Linked DNA regions of Sander lucioperca: region 2 is linked to region 1. A link is a contact called in public Hi-C data. All regions are on one chromosome and are shown on one strand. The core of a region is the stretch at or near the end of the contact, and the rest is flanking DNA. Distances in the headings are between cores, read along the strand shown.

Evidence for each region. Hi-C and Micro-C count contacts between places; a contact is called where the count stands out from the background.
Region 2: a Hi-C map of liver shows a contact between it and region 1, with 4 times the contacts expected there. The contact joins the promoter of foxp1b here to the promoter of zgc:113054 in region 1. A contact is called at or near these places in 2 of 2 Hi-C or Micro-C datasets (liver and muscle).

Annotation. Positions count from the first base shown.
Region 1 is chr6:41,097,159-41,102,029 of SLUC_FBN_1.2, reverse strand. zgc:113054 reads right to left here and starts at 1,847. Exons shown (of 11, transcript XM_031280028.2): 1 at 1,691-1,847; 2 at 715-904; 3 at 533-624; 4 at 196-428. The coding sequence starts at 1,706. eevs (2-epi-5-epi-valiolone synthase) reads left to right here and starts at 4,364. Exons shown (of 6, transcript XM_036002588.1): 1 at 4,364-4,634. The coding sequence starts at 4,492.
Region 2 is chr6:41,365,083-41,369,953 of SLUC_FBN_1.2, reverse strand. foxp1b (forkhead box protein P1-B) reads left to right here and starts at 2,755. Exons shown (of 20, transcript XM_036001752.1): 1 at 2,755-2,960.

The DNA of each region.
Region 1 (4,871 bases), core at 598-3,097:
AGAGAGAGCTTTCCCCAGCTGTGATAGGCTTAATCAGCATTGTGTGATGACTAGTTTAGCAAGGGCTTGAACGTAGCAGACGTTCATTTATATGTAAAAGCTCCACACTCTAAGCGCTACATAAATGTCTTAATTCATTTTTTCAGTCCATACAGATGACAGTCCCTCAATAATGAATAAGGTGTCTTCTCTCACCTTTAGGGTGTCCATGGCGGACCCAGTCTTGACAGTAATCTTCTTGCCATGTGGAGACGTGTCAAAAATGGGTTGAGCAAAGTCTTTGAGGTATGGCTCTAACTCACAGGCAACTAAGCAGCCGTCCTCAGGAAGACCTTCAGCCATGGACAGTGCACTGTAGCCGGTAAACATCCCAATCTCTAGAACCCTCTTAGCTTGACTTATGTGGATCAGCATCTTCAGGGTCTGGCCTGCCAAAAAAAAATTAAAAAAACACCCAAGAGCAAGTTATGGCAATATGGTAAACCAGTGAATAAAATGGCAATGAGCAGTACACATGTAAATGTCCTTCAACCTTCGACATGTCCAGTGATGCACTCCTTGGGAAGCTGGAACATAGTTTTGCCCTCCTTGTGCACTTGTTTCCAGTCATGGGAAATTGTTTTTCTACAAGTATGAATGAAAGTATTAACATATTTAACTCACACAGTAGTATTTTGCACTATAGATGATTATGTTTAGGAAACCAAGACATACCTATATAGCTCTGCTAGAGGTTCACTTTCCTGTGTGGTCATTAGCTCCAGGTAGTCATCCAGACCGCTGGCTATGTCCAGAGCCTTCTGCAACTGACATGTCAGCTCCTCTGGCACATTGCCACTCGTTGCAGCTATCTCCTTGGCTTTTTTTAGGAGCTCCACAAGGACTTCCACTGGGGTGTCAGGAACTGGGGGAATAACAATGTAATTTTAGTTTAGTAATCAACTTAATTTTCTACTGCTCTTTGCTGCTACAGACTATATGATGTAGGGCTGCAACTATAAATGATGTTCATTATCTAGTTATCTGCCCGTTATTTTCTCAATTATTTGATGAATTGTGATCTCCACACAAAGAAAATCAGCAAAACCATGTAATTAATAGCTGGAATATGAATTTGTTATAAAAAAAATGTTGCCAAATAATTTGATTAATTGACTAATAGATTGACTGAGTAGTATTATCAGCCCTAATGATTCAACATCTGTGTTACTTCAAAAGAAAGAAGTTTACCTACATTATTCCAAAAGCATGTTCAAATGGTTTGAATAGAGCTCATAAATAAGACGCCCACTTATACGTAATCACACACACACACACACACACACACACACACACACACACACACACACACACACACACACACACACACACACACACACAAACACACACTCACTCACTCACACACACTCACTCACACACACACACACACAGGGCTATGTATGATGTACTTTTTACATTATTGTAGCCTATGCATTTTTCTTAGCGTAACAACTTATGACTTCTTATGACCACGATCTAAACAGGCTTATGGCTGCAGCTGGCTACATTCGGTCTGATAAGGGACGCGCAGATACATAGGCAACTGCACTCCAGTGGAGTTTGGTTCCTAAAGTAATTAAACGTGTAAGTCCTAGTGATATTTACCGTACTTTGATCCTGACACAATGCCAAAAATAAGTATTTTTCTTACCTTTTTCGGCTGGCATGGTGCGCGGTTGGTTTATGGGCGTGACGATTTCTGCAGCCACAGCGGAAGTCTATCTGCCAACGTGGTAAGGGACTTCTGTTATATCACAACAACTATGCAAATTGTTGAGTGAGGGGAGGGACTGATAGCTTGCACTCTAGGCGAGTGCCGTAAAGGGACGTTCGTGTTGGAGACAGACATTCACAGACTCTCAGAAAAACGTCTCATGCGGACCACAGTAATGTTACCAAATAGGGTTTCCTAGTTCATTCATATCTATTGGCCATTGTTACTAGTTTACCCAGGCTACATTGTTATTGAAACAATACAAAAAAATACAAAAATAGACAGCGGACCCGGGCTGCTTCTGATCAGTTCTGTAACCAACTGTTAGGTCCGCCTAGCTTGGTTTCATAAGAAAATCAGCAACGCACACGGTGCATCCAGTTAAACACCAGCCAAATGCTTTATTAACATATTAACCTCCCTCTCTTTCACTTCTTTCCCGGGGCACTGTGCCCCCTTTCTCCTACGGCGACCTGAGGGATCACTCAACAGGGACTTTAACGTGAAATCGGGTTAGAGAGTGCTTGAAAAGACTGGGACACGTAAAGGCGCTGACACACCAACCCGATTATCGGCCGTCGGACAGTCTGGCGAGGTCAGTGACTCGAGTCTGTTTGGTGTGTTCCATGCCGTCTCAGTCAGAGGAGCCGTCGGCCTTCATTTGGACCGATTTGACATGTTGAATCGGAAGGCGGGCAGTCGGACTCAATGACCAATCTGATTGGTGGAGTGCTAACCCGGAAATGACAAGCGGGATGAGCGTGACTGAGAATGAGTCTCTCAAAATCTGACGAAAATCTTTTAAACTGACCTTTGTCGATCTGAAATGAAGACAGATTCAGCAACTGCACGGCCTATTTCTCGCTTAAAATGTTTTGAATAAACTGAATTTATATTAAATAAAAATGATTGACAGCCAACAACACGTTCTAAGTGAAATAAATAAATTAATACAATGCCACTTTGCCCTTATATTGCACTAGAATAACTAATTATTGCACTTGAATGTAATGATGCACTATAGAACGTAATTTCCCTACTTATTACCGAAAGATATGCATATTTATTAATATCACAACTACGTTGACATTTGTCAGCTTAAAAACGTATGGAACACATGTTAGCGCCATTACTTATTTGCACTTCCAGTAATAATAATAATAGCCTATTGTTTATATAGCACTTTCCATTTAAACATGTTACAAAGTGCTTCACAAGACAATACTTAAATCAAATAAATACATGCACAACATTACCTTTAATATGGAGTCGTGTTTCTGTATAGTAAGAAAATGGCTCCTTACAGCAGGATGGAAAACCAAAAAATGATCCAAAATAGACTAAAATGCAACACAGAGCTGATGGATAGTCAGGGGCTAACTCTGTGGGTTTGTCACTGTTAGCGAGCCATTTCACATTACACACACTCCTTTGATCTATTGTAAAAATGTATTGAATAGTGAAACTTTAGCTGGATAGCTGTAGGGCTGCAACTATACATGATGTCTATTATCTAATGATCTGCCAGTTCTTTTTTTTTCAATTATTCAATGAATTATTTGGTCTATAAAAATACCGATAAGTTTCCTAAAACCAAAACGTGACGTTTTCAAATTGCAAATATATCATTTATCTCCACACAAAGAAAATCAGAAAAACCATGTGATAGCTGGAAACATAACATATGCTACATTGCCCTTCCAGTAATAATAATACATTTGTTTATATAGCACTTTTCAATCAAAACATGTTAGAAAGTGCTTTACAAGACAATACTAAAATCAAATAAATACATGAGTAACATAAGCCTTAATGTGGAGTCGTGTTTCTGTATCGTTTATAGAATATGGCTCCTTACAGGCAGAATGTAAAACCAAAAAATGATCCAAAATGCTAGATAGAGCTGGTAAACAACAGTCAGGTGCAAACTGTTGCTTTGTCACTATGAGCGACCCATTTCACATTACACACAGTCCTTTGATCTATTGTTGTCTATAGCTTAAGTTGTGCCAAAGAACCCTACTGTTGTGAAAAAAATCATCAAAAAGCACATAGAAATGACTGATCCCACTGCAGAAACCTTAACTACAGCTAAGCAAATGTTAGAGCAACAGGTCCATCCAGTTACGCTGAGTTGTGTTGTAAACTATAAGACCAATGTTCATACAATTCAAATAAAGCTATTTTTTAAGGAATTTAAGGGTAACATCATAATTTTATGACAGTCAAATGAATTAAATTGAGATATTGACACAGTGTTTCATCAAAACTTGTACGTATTGTTCTAATAACACAAATTCAACTACAACTGCCCTGTCAAATCAGCAACATACACTCTGTGGCAGTGAAAACTTGTGTGGATCAATGGGTCTCCTTTCTCCAAATTCAAGTAAAAGACTTTTCCCTCTATGTAAATGTAATATGCAAAAAAGACCATGACCATGAGCACATGTATCTTCATTTGATGATTTACATGTCATAAAACTAAGTACTACCATGCATTGGTGCACACAAAGTGGTATTTGTCAGGCAATACATGTTATACCTCAGTTATACAAAACTTATAAAAGGGGCATTACGTGACAGCTTATGAAACATATAAATTGCTCCTCCCACAGGCAAAGGCCAGCCTCTAAATGCTATAGGCTTTTTAAAGAGACTTCTGATGGGATTCTTCTTAGGACTTTGACTAGTTCTGTCCACTCCTGTAACGTAGGCCTACACTTATCACAACGATAATGGGAAAGGTTCATCTGGAGGATGATGATACAAAAGAACTGAAAACTGAGTTTAGTTTAGTAAAGGTCAAAGGTACCTGGAAGCGCAAACAGGGAAAGAAGGTGACCAAGGAAACAGCTGACTGTGTCTCTGCTGCAAAAATGTGAGTAACCTATAACATAAGCTATGTTCTTTATCACAAGTAGCCAATGATATATGTGTTTAGACTTGTTTATGCAAAATGTGACCGTTCTTCTATTTCTGACTCTCTTCTTAGTATATTTTATTTAGCCTATTATTATTTTTTAAGTTAAGTTTTGATCATTATGCTGTTCCATAATTGGCCCGAAGGTAACTGTCAGTGCGTTTACATGCAGTTTAAAAAGACGATTATATTCGG
Region 2 (4,871 bases), core at 1,506-4,005, 270 kb before region 1:
TTTTCTGTCTCAGATACCCTACACATAAATCTATACATCAGGTTAGGTACCCCGACACTGATAAACATATGGCTTGAACTAGAGCTTCTTGGAGCTCTCAGCAGCAGCCTCACGCTGTCATTATAAGCCACTATGAGTTTTCTAATGCTGCCTTGCTTATAACGACACCACAGGTAGATTTTATGGTAATGCGTAATGTAATTCTTCATAGATTTGAATTTTCACTTCTGGCTGTATGTGAATTAGTGTTGCCTGCCCCAATTCATAGGTTTGAATTCAACTCTGCTGCTTTGTACTTATCAGTCGAATGGCTCAGAGGACATCTGTGTTGCTGTGGCTTCATGGGCCCCTGAGGTCATTAAACACAACATTGTGGTTGTAGGCCATGCAGTGACTGGTGCATGTCTGTGTGACTGCTACAACATATACAACCACTGCGGCTTTACAGTGGGAATAAAGACATATTACTATATGACTACTTTGAGCCCTCATGACATGTCCCCCTTTTTTAAAATTTTTTGTATCAATTCTCTTGTGTTAAAATTGTTGTTAAATGTACTGCATGTCTCTAAAATGTTCATAGGCTCAAGACCCAAGGAATGTGTGAGTGTTTTCCACAGTATGCATGTAACAGGAAATAGGACAGTTTGTGTTTTCCTGTTACTATGAATTAAGAGTTGTTTATATTGTGTTTGGTGCCAGTCGCTGAGCCGTTACAGTAACTCATGTGAAACACAGTACATTGCATATAAAACATAAAAAATAATAGGCTACATAATTTTTTTTTTTTTTTTAAATCCAAAATTTTTGGAACCTATAAATGATTGAACCCAAAAAAAAAAGAAAAAAGAATAGCAACATTTTTAGTGGTTTATTGTTGTTAATACTATGCTAAAGTATCCAAGCATTATTGTTTTAATTTGAAGCTCAATAAGTAACATGCCTGACCAGAGGAACGTAAGACTGTGTTGGTAAAAAAAAAAAAAAAAACATGCTAGAAGGATATTACAAAAAACATGTAGGTACGATAAAGTATAATAACACAAGAGATGATTGATAATATGAAGTAAAGTCCTCATATACTCACATACTACAGATTAAATGGTTATTCTGTGGAAATATTATAGGGTTGTTTCCTGTTACTGTTTCTCTGTTGAACGCTCAGAATTAGCCCCCACCCTTACACTGAACTAAGTCAATCAACACTGTTCTGCTCATCTACATCATTACTATTTCAATCTTACAATTACAATATTGCTATTAATATATTACCATTGCACTGAACTGCCTTGCACTATATTTATATTGAAATCTTAAATCTCAGACTATACTGATATACTATTCCTTCCCTCTCTTCAATTGTTATTGTATATTTCTTGTAAATTTGTAAATTCTATTTTATCGTTATACTGCATACTTAACAGTATTTTTTTTAATATTTCTTGCTGTCCTTTCTGTTTTTATTCTTTATAGGTTAAGTGAGTGTTGTACTTTGAGAGCAAAGATTAACCGGAGTCAAAATTCCTTGTTTGTTTACGAAAACCTGGACCAATAAATCTGATTCTGACTCAGATTCTGATTCTGACTGATCCTGGTCAGAGGGTGGCGCTCTCGACTAAGAAACAGACTTTCCTGAGCGGGTTGATGAGCAGCATTGCCCCCAGATGCAGACGTGATAAATGTAATGCCATTTACAGCTAAATGAGCTGTGCTTCTCAGACCTTGATCAAGGACAAAAAAACGACTTCAAATATTTTCTCTTGAGGTTAAATTAATGTTGCTTTACAATGAGTGTTAACTGGACTGTTGAGCTGGCCCATGATAATTCTCGTCTTCAGGGGTAAGTGACAGAGATTTTAATTACTGTCATCATGTTTTTGCTCTTCTTGTGACAGACAGACTGTTTAGGAGTCCACACAACTTTTCAACCACAAATATAAATAAATATGCTAAGCAGAGATTCTTAATAACTTTGTTGAAATTTACATGCAGGTAATGTCCCCCATTCAAAATGTTATGAAGAAATTGGCCCACATGCCAGAAAATATAACCACACCAAACCGAGAGAACCTGCACTCTTGTTATCTACACTGTCATTTTTAAAACCATAAAAACCACCTCCTTAAATAGTTAAAACTCCTCACAGTTGAGATTAAAACATATTTGATGATGATGTCAAAGCATTTCATTTTTCTGCAGTGAGGGTTGCGAACAGTTATGATGAACCTCGGATCCAAAAAAAAAAAGACAGGAGAATTTTCTGAAATAATAAGTTCATTCTGCCTCGGTTGTAATTAGTCAGCTTAGACATTTTAGCTTTTCTGACAGCCCCCCCTCTCTCCTGTCACACTTTCAGCTAAAACTAATGCATATCATTACATTTCCCCGTAGAAAGGACCCACTAAGTGCTGCTGAATTGTACTTGTGTGACTACGATGATGTTTCTGTGAAGGAACTGCGATGCAACGAACGTTGTTTACGAGCAGGTGGATATGACGTCACGGACTTGGACAGCAAAACAACAACATCCAAATCCGCGATTCTTCCTTTTTTTTTTTTCCTCCTTCTTTTCTCGGCGTGTTGAAATCTAATAACAACATTAAGAGAGGAGCTCGTGCCTATCTCTGCGAGGCAAAGTGGGAGGCAGCGAGTGTGAAAGTCCACATTTTGCTTCTTTCTTTTTTTTTTTTTTCTCGACGCCCTCGGTAAGATGATCTCTTTCTCCTTGTAGTTAAGTTAGTTAGTTATAGTCCCCCCCCCCCCACTACCTCCACCTCCACCACCACCTCGCCACCAACACCAGCGGGCGGAGTAATAGCCTATTTACGTGCGGTGTTTACGGTGTGATTTGTTCTCGCATGCGTTCTCGGTACACAAGCTCGCGTGCACGGTTTGAATACTAGCAAATCGGTACCCCTCCGCGTGCGCCTGTTAGCTGCTGTAAAGCGTTTTCCATTCTGGTAAGTTTCACTATTATGTTAACATTAGCTTTGCTGTATCGTATATATAGAGAAATGCTGCACTCAAACACACACGCACACACGGAGTTTGTCTCCGCGCTTTGCTGCTGTTTTCTGCAATGGTTACAATTAGCGAAATAAACAAATAAACAAACACCTGTATTATTAGCATGTAGGCTGCTTGGTAGCGCCGTTTAATGTCTCTGTAACAGGAGTGGTTTTGTTACTACGAGTGTTGTATCCTCCACTTTTTTGGAAAGTTGGGTTTCTAAACTTAGTTGAGGCTAACGTACGTTGCTCATGAGACCCCGGGGGAAATGCACCTTTTATAACCAGTTGGTTCTAAAGTGCTGGTTGATGATAGCCGGTTAACAGTTAATTACTAGCTACCTGTTACGGATACAGCCGTAAAAGTTGTTTAGTTTACACGGTGAAAGGGAAGTTTGAGTGCCGTGATTTCTTTTGAGTAACGTTAGGACCAGGGAGGGAGCTTTACCCCACGTGTTAGCAGTCCTCCAAACTCCGAAAGACCGGAGGAAGGCATTACAACTGCCCCGAAACTATTGCTATTATAACTGTAAGTTTTAGCTAACGGGCAGGTCAACTTTTATCTATTTATTTATGAGTATACACTACATTTAAAGCGGATATTCATCTCATAGTCAACTTTTCGTTAACACAAAGGATTTAAAGAGCAAAATCGTATTGATAGCTGTCACAACTGAAATTCACACCTCAACAAAAGTTAAAGTTTGTGACATGCTTTATTTAACTTTATTGCTCAAAGTTTAAACGGAGCGGTTTAGAGTCAGACATGGGGTGGATTAAAGTTTGACGTTTTCTTAACTGTAAATATAGGCTGAAGTTACAGAGCATTTTAATATCAACTGGGAAAAATAGACTTAGTTAAATTTAAAACTGACCTAATATTGCTATAGTGTATAAGTAGATTAACGTTATGTGGTATCCTAATGCACTGTACAAAGGAATGCACAAATTGTAAAAATACATTCAAAGCAGTCAATTTTAGATTTATTCTATTTAAATTAATATTTTATTACAGGTGTATTACAGACAAATGGACATCGCTAACAGGTATGATAATGAATTTTACTGTGCAGTTTTTATATATATATATATATATATATATATATATATAGGGCCTACATACAGTATTATAAGCACATGTCTTGTGTAATTAATCCATGTTGATTCATTAGTAATTTGTAAAGTCAGACAGAATTAGTATCCTCAACAAAATTTTATATATATATATATATATATATATATATATATATATATATATATATATATATATAAAGATACAAAGTAAGTATTGAGAGTGAACTGCATACATACAATAATTAAATATTAGCCTAATATATTTTACAGTAAGTCTGCAGCTGGCAACAGCAGGACTAAAACCATCTGAAAATTTACGAAAGGGAAACTGCAGCTTTAACAACTATTGCTGGCAGGGCTCCCTCCTTCTTGGTCTTTGGATTAGTCATTGTCTGAGGGAGAAAAAAAAAAAAAAAAAACACCTTTTTGTAGGAGAAGTAAAGTAAACAGCCTCCAACAAGCGAACCTTGACAACCCAGATTAAGGAAAACATTGGAGATCAAACAGTGCTGCTGCTGGGCTGTTGTCATGAGCTGCCTGAGAGAGAGCTGCAGACTATTTGAACAGGCACTGGGGTTTGTGTGCTCACTTATGCAGAAATGGACCTTCCCAAATGCTGACCTAGGTTTTAAAACACAGGATGAACTTTTTAGGATGAACTTTTTTTTGTGTGCAACTTTTCTAAGCCTGCTGTTTGACACGGCTGTTGCACACAGACATTTAGCCTTCTGCTGTTTCTGATGGGAACACTGTCCCCTACGTCTGCTTCTACAAACTAGAATGGCTGTA